Linked DNA regions of Oryctolagus cuniculus: region 1 is linked to region 2. The links are chromatin contacts, called in public Micro-C maps. All regions are on one chromosome and are shown on one strand. Each heading gives the region's core, a stretch centred on a gene start, on an enhancer-like site or on the middle of the called end of the contact. The rest is flanking DNA. Distances are from core to core; before and after follow the strand shown.

What was found. Hi-C and Micro-C count contacts between places; a contact is called where the count stands out from the background.
Region 1: a Micro-C map of ear pinna shows a contact between it and region 2, with 3 times the contacts expected there. The contact joins the promoter of PPID here to the promoter of RAPGEF2 in region 2. A contact is called at or near these places in 2 of 6 Hi-C or Micro-C datasets (ear pinna and an unstated tissue).

What each region holds. Positions count from the first base shown.
Region 1 is chr8:138,638,979-138,643,180 of mOryCun1.1, reverse strand. PPID (peptidylprolyl isomerase D) reads right to left here and starts at 1,595. Exons shown (of 11, transcript XM_008273485.4): 1 at 1,356-1,595. The coding sequence starts at 1,440.
Region 2 is chr8:138,219,305-138,224,207 of mOryCun1.1, reverse strand. It overlaps RAPGEF2 (Rap guanine nucleotide exchange factor 2), which reads left to right and starts at 3,321. Exons shown (of 29, transcript XM_051831661.2): 1 at 3,321-4,388. The coding sequence starts at 4,320.

The DNA.
Region 1 (4,202 bases), core at 346-2,845, 420 kb before region 2:
TAAAAAGGAAGCGGAGTGCAGGCGGTACCAAGTTCCTTTTATCTTTCCCTTTCGCACCTTCAGGAACACAGTATATTGCTGTGAACTAGTTACCGCCTTGTACACTAGAGCTCGAATTTACCCCTCTTATCTAACAGAAATTAAGTACTGCCCAGCCGCTAGGAGCACCATGCCACCTGTGAGGGCACGCGCTGCCTGCCTGTGTTCTGCTTACTTCACTGTGCACACCCTCCTCTAGCCTCATCCCAGTATCTCACTGCGTGTATACAGCGATTTTTATCCCTCTGCTGATGGGCACTTGGGTGGATTCCACTATCCTGGCCGCAGAGGATCCGGACAGAGGGCAGGTTATCTCTGATTACACTTCCTTTCCTTCGGGTACAAAGCCATAGTGGGGCTGCTGGCGCTCCCCGTCATTTACTAACCGAAATCCAGGCTACCATCTGAAACACCACACACACTATCAGCTGCAGCGGCCGGCAGATGAGCACCATTTAAGGGGCGCCGGAAAGCAGTTTCAAAGGCAGGGTAATTTCCCCCACAGCCAACAGGGGAAAACCGAGTACCCTCACAGCAGTGCGGTGGACACCCTTGATCTGCGACGGTTCTGTGTTGCAGCCTATATGAAACAAAAGCTGGAGAAAATTCCCGAGACGGGGCAAAATAAGCCCAGTCTGAAAACAGGTCGGATGCGCCTGTGAATGCGCACGTGGGCCCCGCGCGCGCATCCAAACACGGCCAGGTCGAAATTCCAGCAGTTTCAGAACAAAACCCAAGTGAGACGCACAGCAACACGCCCCTGAAGCACCACGCCTCCACAGCTGCCCTGCAACCCAGGCAAGCCCACGGGTGCTGCGAGCGCGGTGCCCCCAGGCCGAGCCGGTGAAGGCGTCTGCACGTGCCCCCGCGCCTCTACGCCAACACCCCGCAGCCGCCAGGAAAAGGCCCCTGGCAAACGAGCCCCTGAAACAGGTGCAGCCGGGGCGCGCGTGCGAACGGCGCGCGGCGCGACTGGAGCCCGGCGGACCGCGGCGCCGGGAGCCCTCCGAGCCGTCCCGCCTTCTCCGGAGAATTACGGTTTTCTGAAAAGCCAAAGGGTGCACGGGTGGCGAGGTCAAGTCCAACCAAATCAAGACAGGCGAAGCGTAAAGGGCCGCCACCATGCCTGACCCAGAAATTTCCAGAAACTTCCGCAGGACCAATGGCACTGGCACAAGGGCGCCCGCGGGCTCGACCCAGTTCTGGAAGCCCGGGCTCGTTCCCACGGCGCGGCCTAAGCGGCCACCTGCTCCGCGCCCCGCCCTGGGAGCCCCCCGAAACCCCGGGACCCTTCTCGGGGCGCCAGACGCCCTCACCTCGCTCCTCCCCGATGTCCACATCAAAGAAGACTCGGGGGTTGCTGGGGTTGGACGGCTTGGCTTGGGGTGACGGGTGCGACATCGCCACTTGCAGACGCGCGCCAAAGCACAGCCCCGAACCGCGTGCACCGTCGGCCGCCGAAAAGCCAGAACCCTCCGAGCAGCAAGCTGGCGGCGGCGCTGCGGGGCCACTTCCGGCCGGGCCCGGAAGCCCCGCCCGACGCCCGGAAGTCCCTCCCCGACGCCCGGAAGTCCCGCCCCGACTTCCGGCACCGCCTCCCCGCGGCGGTCAGCGCGCCCGTGTTCGTGCGTCCATGGCAGCCGCTTGCGCTTCTCCCTGAGCGTGGAGTTAGAAACCGCGATCCCCTTTAGTGTTCTCGCTCGCGCGTCGTCGCCTCCCCACCGTCTCCCTGCCCTCCCCAGCTCTGCCAGAGAAACTCAGTTTGCTCGTCTGGCCAGTGGGGACGAACATGTTCGCCTCGGAAGATGGCGTTCGGATGAAAGACAGACATCTCTCAGCACGATGCCTGATGTAAACTGGGCTGCCCGTCAGCGGGAGCTGTGTTGTTATTTACGTTGATCTTCGCACTATAACCTTGAATGGTGGGCCAAAAAGCGGACGCTGAGAATCCAGGAAAAAGGACGGATTGGTTCCTGAGGAAACCGCATTATGAGGGCGTCCGTTCCCTGACGGGCCTGGTAAAACGCCACGCTCCATCTTCCTGCGTGGGGCGCTCTCGGCCTCGCTCTTGGAGAGAGCCTGACTGGAGACGTCTGCTCGTGCGGACGCATTGATTCTAGTTCTGATAGAGCCCACAGCGAAAACGCAGCCCGATGCTTCTCAGGGCACGAAGCAGCTTTCCAGGCTTGCCGGGGTTTTTTGCTAGAAAAATTTTTTAAAAATTTAAAAATAAATAAATAAATAAAACTTACTGGCGGCAGTGAGGGCATATTGCTCGGAAACCCGGAGGTGTGTGTTGACAAAGGCAGCCTGCGTGGCTGTTCGGAAGGAAAGACCCCTGCTGGTGTTATCAGACCTGCCACCGGCCAGCCAGAGATACAGGCCCGTGTCCTTCACTGCCCGGCCTGCGGATGCGCAAACCTTAGGATGACAAAGATCAGCCAAGTTCCTGCTCTCAGCCTGAGATGGCGTGTAACGAGCACTAGAGCAGATGTCAAAAAAAGAGGAAAGATCGTTCCAAATGCCGGCTACAGTGTGCCCGCACACGGGGAGTGTCACCAGTGCCAAATGCCGGCTACAGTGTGCACGCACACGGGGAGTGTCACCAGTTCCAAATGCCGGCTACAGTGTGCACGCACACTGGGAGTGTCACCAGCTCCAAATGCCGGCTACAGTGTGCACGCACACGGGGAGTGTCAGCAAAGAACGGTCGCTTAACTTCTCGGAACCTGCTTCCTTTTAAGTCACTGTAATAGTGAAATGTTTTTGTCTCTTTATTTTAAAATAATCTGGGGTCAGGTTTGGGCAGCCAAGAAACTGGTGCACCGAGGTTTATTGCTCTGTTTTCCTTGTTTTTGTATATTTAAGATTTTTCCAGGTAAAAATCTATTAAATGGCAAAAAAGAAATTTCTTGTCCAATTTGTGTGTATATTACTGGGTGCACAATATAAAACTAAATCATTAGTAATTAAATTGTCATGTAGTTTTTGCAAGAAAATGATAAATTCTTGGGGTCGGAATCTCTCCAATCCAGTCTCAAGTCTGGGCTGCAAACTAGTAACTTATGCTTTGTCTCACATATGTCACAACAATAGATTCACATTAAAATCTTTTTAAAAGATTTATTTATTTATTTGAAAGAGTTACTCAGAGAGGAGAAGCAGAGAGAGAGAGAGAGGTCTTCCCTCCAATGGTTCACTCCCCAATTGGCCGCAATGGCCAGAGCTGCACCAATCTGAAGCCAGGAGCTTCTTCCGGGTCTCCCACGTGGGTGCAGGGGCCCAAGGACTTGGGCCATCTTCTACTGCTTTCCCAGGCCATAGCAGAGAGCTGGAACGGAAGTGGAGCAACCAGGTCTCCAGCGCCCAAATGGGATGCCCACACTTTAGGCCAGGGCGTTAACCTGCTGCACCACAGCGCTGGCCCCCATTACAATTTTTATCCTAGAGTCCAGTGTTGTGTAGTAGGTAAAGCCACCGCCTGCGGTGCCGGCATCCCATATGGGCCTCAGTTCAAGTCCCAGCTGTTCCATTTCCCATCCACCTCCCTGCTAATGGCCTGGGAAAGCAATGGAAAGCCCATGGGCCTCTGCCGGTGGGAGAACTGGAAGAACTCTATCAATTCCTGTTTCTCTCTCTGTAACTGAAAAACAATTCATTCTAATCCTCTAGCTGAAATTAGCCTTTAACTTATCTTTGCAAAAACAGTCACGTTTATACCATAGCCACTCAACCATTCTTAGTCTGATGAATGTACCTGTACACTGGGAAGATACTCAAGCACTTCTCCCCTCCCATTCAGGTGCTAATAGGTAACCAGCTTGTGACTTTGGCCAAATTACTTAGCCTCTCTCTGACTCATTTGCCTTCCCTGTAAATTAGGATAAAAATACATTTCTCATAAGATTTTTATGATAATTAATCTAAGGTGTTGACATATCTGACACATTAAGTATTCAGTAAGTAAAAGCCACTATTATTAAACATGAATCGCAAATATTTTATTATAACAATTACTAATATAAACATACCCAAGATGGGAGTTAAAACTAAAAGGAAAAAAGAGCTTTGAGGATTCTTCTATATGCCTGTAAGACAAAAATAATGTGATTCGTCCTGTCATACAGGTTTCCAGGTGTAAAAGACCGAGCCACGTGTTACTC
Region 2 (4,903 bases), core at 2,072-4,571:
ACTGTTCCACTAACCTCAAAGGACAGCAATGATGAGAATAATCTTAACAATAGCTACCTTATGCTTTATATAGACTATAGCTCAAACACTATGCAAGGTTCTTTGCATGTAATATACTTGATCTTTGTGAGTCTTCAGGGCATATAGTTCTTATTTCCTTCATAAAGAATAGAAAAGAGGCTCAGGGAGTTCAGGTTTCCTCTTCCAGTTTGCTCTCCTGGACCAGGGACACAAGGAAGAGACAAGCTCATATAAATACAATGTAACATGATAGTTACTAATTTCTTTATCCATGCAATACATATTTGTTGACTGCCTATTATGTGTTGAGGATATATCAATGATCAAAAGGTATAGGCTAATCCTCTGCCTGCGGCACCAGCACACCGGGTTCTAATCCTGGTCGGGGCGCCAGATTCTGTCCCGGTTGATCCTCTTCCAGGCCAGCTCTCTGCTCTGGCCCAGGAGTGCAGAGGAGGATGACCCAAGTGCTTGGGCCCTGCACCCGCATGGGAGACCAGGAGAAGTACCTGGCTCCTGGCTTCGGATCAGCGTGGTGTGCTGGCTGCAGTTCACTGGCCGCGGCGGCCATTGTGGGGTGAACCAACGGAAAAAGAAGACCTTTCTCTCTGTCTCTCTCTGCCTGTCAAAAAAAAAAAAAAAAAAAAAAAAAAAAAAAAAAAAAAAAAAAGTATAGGGGCACAGTGGGTAAAGCTGCCACTTGGGAACTTGGGATACCAGTATTCCATATCAGGGCTCTGGTTTGAGTCCCTACTGCTCTGCTTCTGATCCAGCTCCCTGCTAATGCACCTGGGAAAGCAGCAGAAAATGGCCCAAGTGTTGAGGTCCCTGCCACCCATGTGGGAGACCCTGATGGAGTTACTGGATCCTGGTTTCAGTCTAGCCCAGCCTTGGCCACTGCAATATTTTGGGGGGATGAATCATCATAGGATGGAAATTTCTACCCTTGTCTCTCCCTATCACTCTGCTTTTTCAAATAAATAAATCTTTAAAAAAGGGATGGTTTCAAAAATCACAGTGGGGGAGGGAGACAAACAAGTATACAGTCCATCAGACAGTGGTAAATAAAGGAAGAGAGCTAGGGTGGGTGGAGATATGACTTCTAAAAAATTTACATATTCATTTCACAGGGAGATGGGTGTGGGTCCTGTGTGTGCACACGCGAGCGTTCGGGAGTACACCTCCCATCTGCTGGTTCAGCCTCCAAATGTCTGTAACAACCAGGGTCGAAGTTGAGTGCCAGGAACTCAACCAGATTACCCATGTGGGTGGTAGAAACCCAATTACTCGAGCCATTACCACTGCTGCCTATGGTGTGCAATAGCAGGAAGCTAGAATGAGGAGCTGGAGCCAGGAATCAGACACAGGTAGTCTGATGTGGAATGCAGGTGTTTTAACCACACGCCAGATGCCTGTTGTAGAAGATGACATCTGAATGAAGATAAAACAGAGGTAAGGAACAATGTCCTATTTATTGTCTTTCTTCCCCTTCCCTATCTTCTCTCTTTTTCTGAATGCAGGTGGGCTGGGAGAGGTAGAGGATAAGACAGGCATTAGAAAACAGAAGATGGGAAGGCCATGAGACCAGAATTTACTTACTGTTCCAGAAACAGCAAGGAGGCCAATGTGCCTGGGAAAATGAGTAGGGAATAAGAGTGTCAGAGACAGAAAGAGGGGGGCACCAGGTCCCTAGGTCATTCAGGCCATGGTACCTTGAGTGAGATGGGGGGCTAAGCAGAGGCATTATTTAAGTGGAGTGAGAAGAATCTCTCTGGCTGCACTGTTGGAACCAGACTGTTGCAGGAGAGGATGGAGAGAGATCAGGCAGATGCTTACTGCAAAGTGCAGGCAAAAACCATGCTAGCTTGGACCCAGGTCATGCAGCGGAAGTGGCCGCCAGAGGTTAGCTTCCAGGAAGGGCACTCTGAGCTGACAGTTTTACTGAGCCCTGTGGGAGCCTAAGAGCAAGGTGTAGAAGGTATTACTGGGGATGGAGAAGCACGTGGGCGGGGCGCGTTTGGGGCCTGGTTTGCACGTTCCTAAGCAGAGTCTGTCAGACACCAGGTGGAGACGTCAGGTGTACTTTTTCACTTCATTGGGTTGGAATAACCCCTCCTGTTTCCGGAGCAGCAGCAGCGGCACATTTTCCACGTCCCTTTGCTTTCAAGGTGGAAGTCTACGGCAGAGAAGTGAGAGAGCCACACAGGGAGGCGCTTCAGCAAGGGTAACATAAGAGGGTTTATAGACACAGTCCCTAATTCAGACTCAGTTTCTGAGGGTCGCAGGGAGATCTGTTCAGCGACACACAGGTGACTTAGGGACGAGCAAATGTGAACGGACAATCTGTTCCAATAAACTGGATGGTCTAAAAACTCGTTTTGAAAAAAGTTCGGTGTAGTAGCTCACACACAAAAAAAGTCTCAGTGGCTCCGTACGTGAATTTGTGTTTGGGGAAAGGTAAACAGAAACAAAACCCCGGGACCAGAGCAGCCAAGCGCTCCCCAGTGCCCGGCTGCGTGTCTTGCACACCTGGACCACAGCTCAGGGAGGCAGCAGGCACGGGTACCCTCTCAAATGACCTGCACCGAGTGGGTCGACTTGGAAATCTGGGGTCCAGGGGACGTCTCGGCCCAAGGCAATAAACGCTTCTGATGCTATCGACAGAAGTTGCGTGTAGTCTGGCACGTCTGGGGCTGCTTCTGGGTCTCGTGTAGGCTTTCCCCGGCCTAACTTTGTGGTCACTTAAGTGTCTGAGAGGCGCCACAGCGAGGTCGCCAAGGCAGGGCAGCCACACGGTCCTTGCGGGACGTCGCAACTAGCTCCTAAGAGGATTTGGCCGCAGGGACGCTGCGCGCAGCCACCCTCCGGCTGGAGGGACGCCCGGCGCGGCCCGAGCTGCGAATTCGGCTTCGGGTCAACTTCCAGCCGCCGGCTCTCCCGGCGGCGCGGAGCCCGGGGCCGCGCGCTCCCTGCTCGGGCCCCGGCGCGCGCGCGCGCGCGGCGCCTCGGCGCGGCCCGGCTGGGCAGGCGGCCGGGCCAGCTCGGCGCAGGTCCCCGGGGCCCGCAGGCGGCCCGAGCGCCCGGCTCACCTGCCGGCCGCCCGAGGTGCGGCTCCCGAGCGAGGGCGCGGCCGGCGGGCGGTGCAGGCGGCGCGGGGAGGCGGGCGCGGCGCGCGCGGGCCGCTCCGCCCCGGCGATGACGCGGCGGCCGCCGACTCGCCTCGGCCCCGTCGCTCACTCCTCACCATGGTTGCGGCACAAAGCAACAAGCCCCGGAGGCCGCTTCCTCCCTGAGGAGCGGCTCGGGCGGCGGGGAAGGCGCCGGCGGAGGAAGAGGCGGAGGAAGAGGAGGGCAGTCGCCGTCTCCCGAGCACCCTCGCCGCGGGGGGCTGCGCGCGGCGCTCGGCCCGCAGACGCCCGCTCGCCGGACCCCGGCCGCCCGCGGCCCCTGCTGCCCCTCCCCCGGCCCGCGCAGACGAGGAACAAAGTTGCCGGCGGCGGCTGGGCCCGAAGGCTGCTCCGGCCGCCTGTGCGCCGGGGCAGCCCCGCTCCGGGCGTGCGCATGGGGGCCGGCGGCGGCGGCCGGAGCGGGAGCAGCTGCAGCGGCGGCGGCGGCGGCGGGGCGGCCCGAGGGGATGCAGCAGCAGTCCGGAGGCGCGGCCGAGTCCACTAGACGGAGACCGGCGGCGGCGCTCGGGCTTCGCAGCGCCCGGACCTGAGCCGGAGCCCCGGTGCCCAAGGACTAGGGGCGCGGGAGATCGCAGCGCTTCCCGGGGACCCCTGGGCGGCGGCGCGAGCCCCGGAGAGGAGGGGGCAGAAGAGGCTCCGCCTGCCGCGGCCCTCCCCCTCCCCACTGCCACTGGTACCTCCCTAAAAATAACTCGGGCCCGCCGGGCCGGGAGGAGCCGCCAGTGTCCCCCGAGAGGAGCCGGGGAGGCGTGCCGAGCCAGGGCCCGGAGGGAGCCGGGCGCGCCTGGAAGCCTCGCAGGCCGAGCGGCGAGGAAGCGGAGGAGGAGGAGGAGGAGGAGTTCCCGGGCTCCGGGCCGCAGGGACCGACCTCGGCCGCGGGGTTCGGGGCAGGGCGCAGCCCGCGCCCTTCGCGCCCGTCCCGCGCTCCGGAACGCAGGGCCCCGCCGAGCCGCCCGCCGCGGGCCCAGCGCCGCCGCGGGTTTGGCCGATCGGCCCCGGGCGGCGGGCGGAACGCGCAGGGCGGAGGCGCCGGCTGCGCTGGGCCGGGAGGAGGCCGGCGAGGGTGCGGAGCGGCCCCGGCCCCGGCCCCGGCCCGGCCGGCGGGGGGAGATGGCGTCCTACGTGGATAACAGCTTCCGCCAAGCCGTGATGAAGAACCCCGCGGAGAGGACCCCTCAGGTGAGACCCGCGGCGGCGGCGGCCCTGCACTTGACCGCGTCTCCCCCGACCCGCGTCCTGGCGCCGGTCGCCCTGAGCACCCTGCTCGTCCCACCAACCGCATCCCGTTGCCAAGGCTCTTCCCCCGGCCACCCTGGGCCGATTTCCTCGTCCCTTGGATTCTCTTCTCCCTTACGCGGCTGTCTGCACCCCTGACCTCCCCTGGGTTGACCCGGCTGGAGGGGTGTGCGTGTTGGGGGAAGGGTTCTCTGGCCTCCCTCTCCCCGGAGCTTCTGGGTCTCGCGGGCGGGGGTCGCGCCTGCCTTGGCCAGGTGTTCTTGCCTCCCTGTCCTCAGGCTCCGCTCCTGTCCTAGCTGGTGGCCCCTCTACCCTTGCAGTGGGGCGCCGTTGGCCAAGGTGGAGTTCTGCACGGTTCCTTAAGGCACAGACGTGTTGGCTTTGTAGAGTGGATCGCGGGGGTGCCGGTGTATTTTTGCTTTTTGGAAAGAGTGGCACAGGGAGGCCTGTTCCAGACA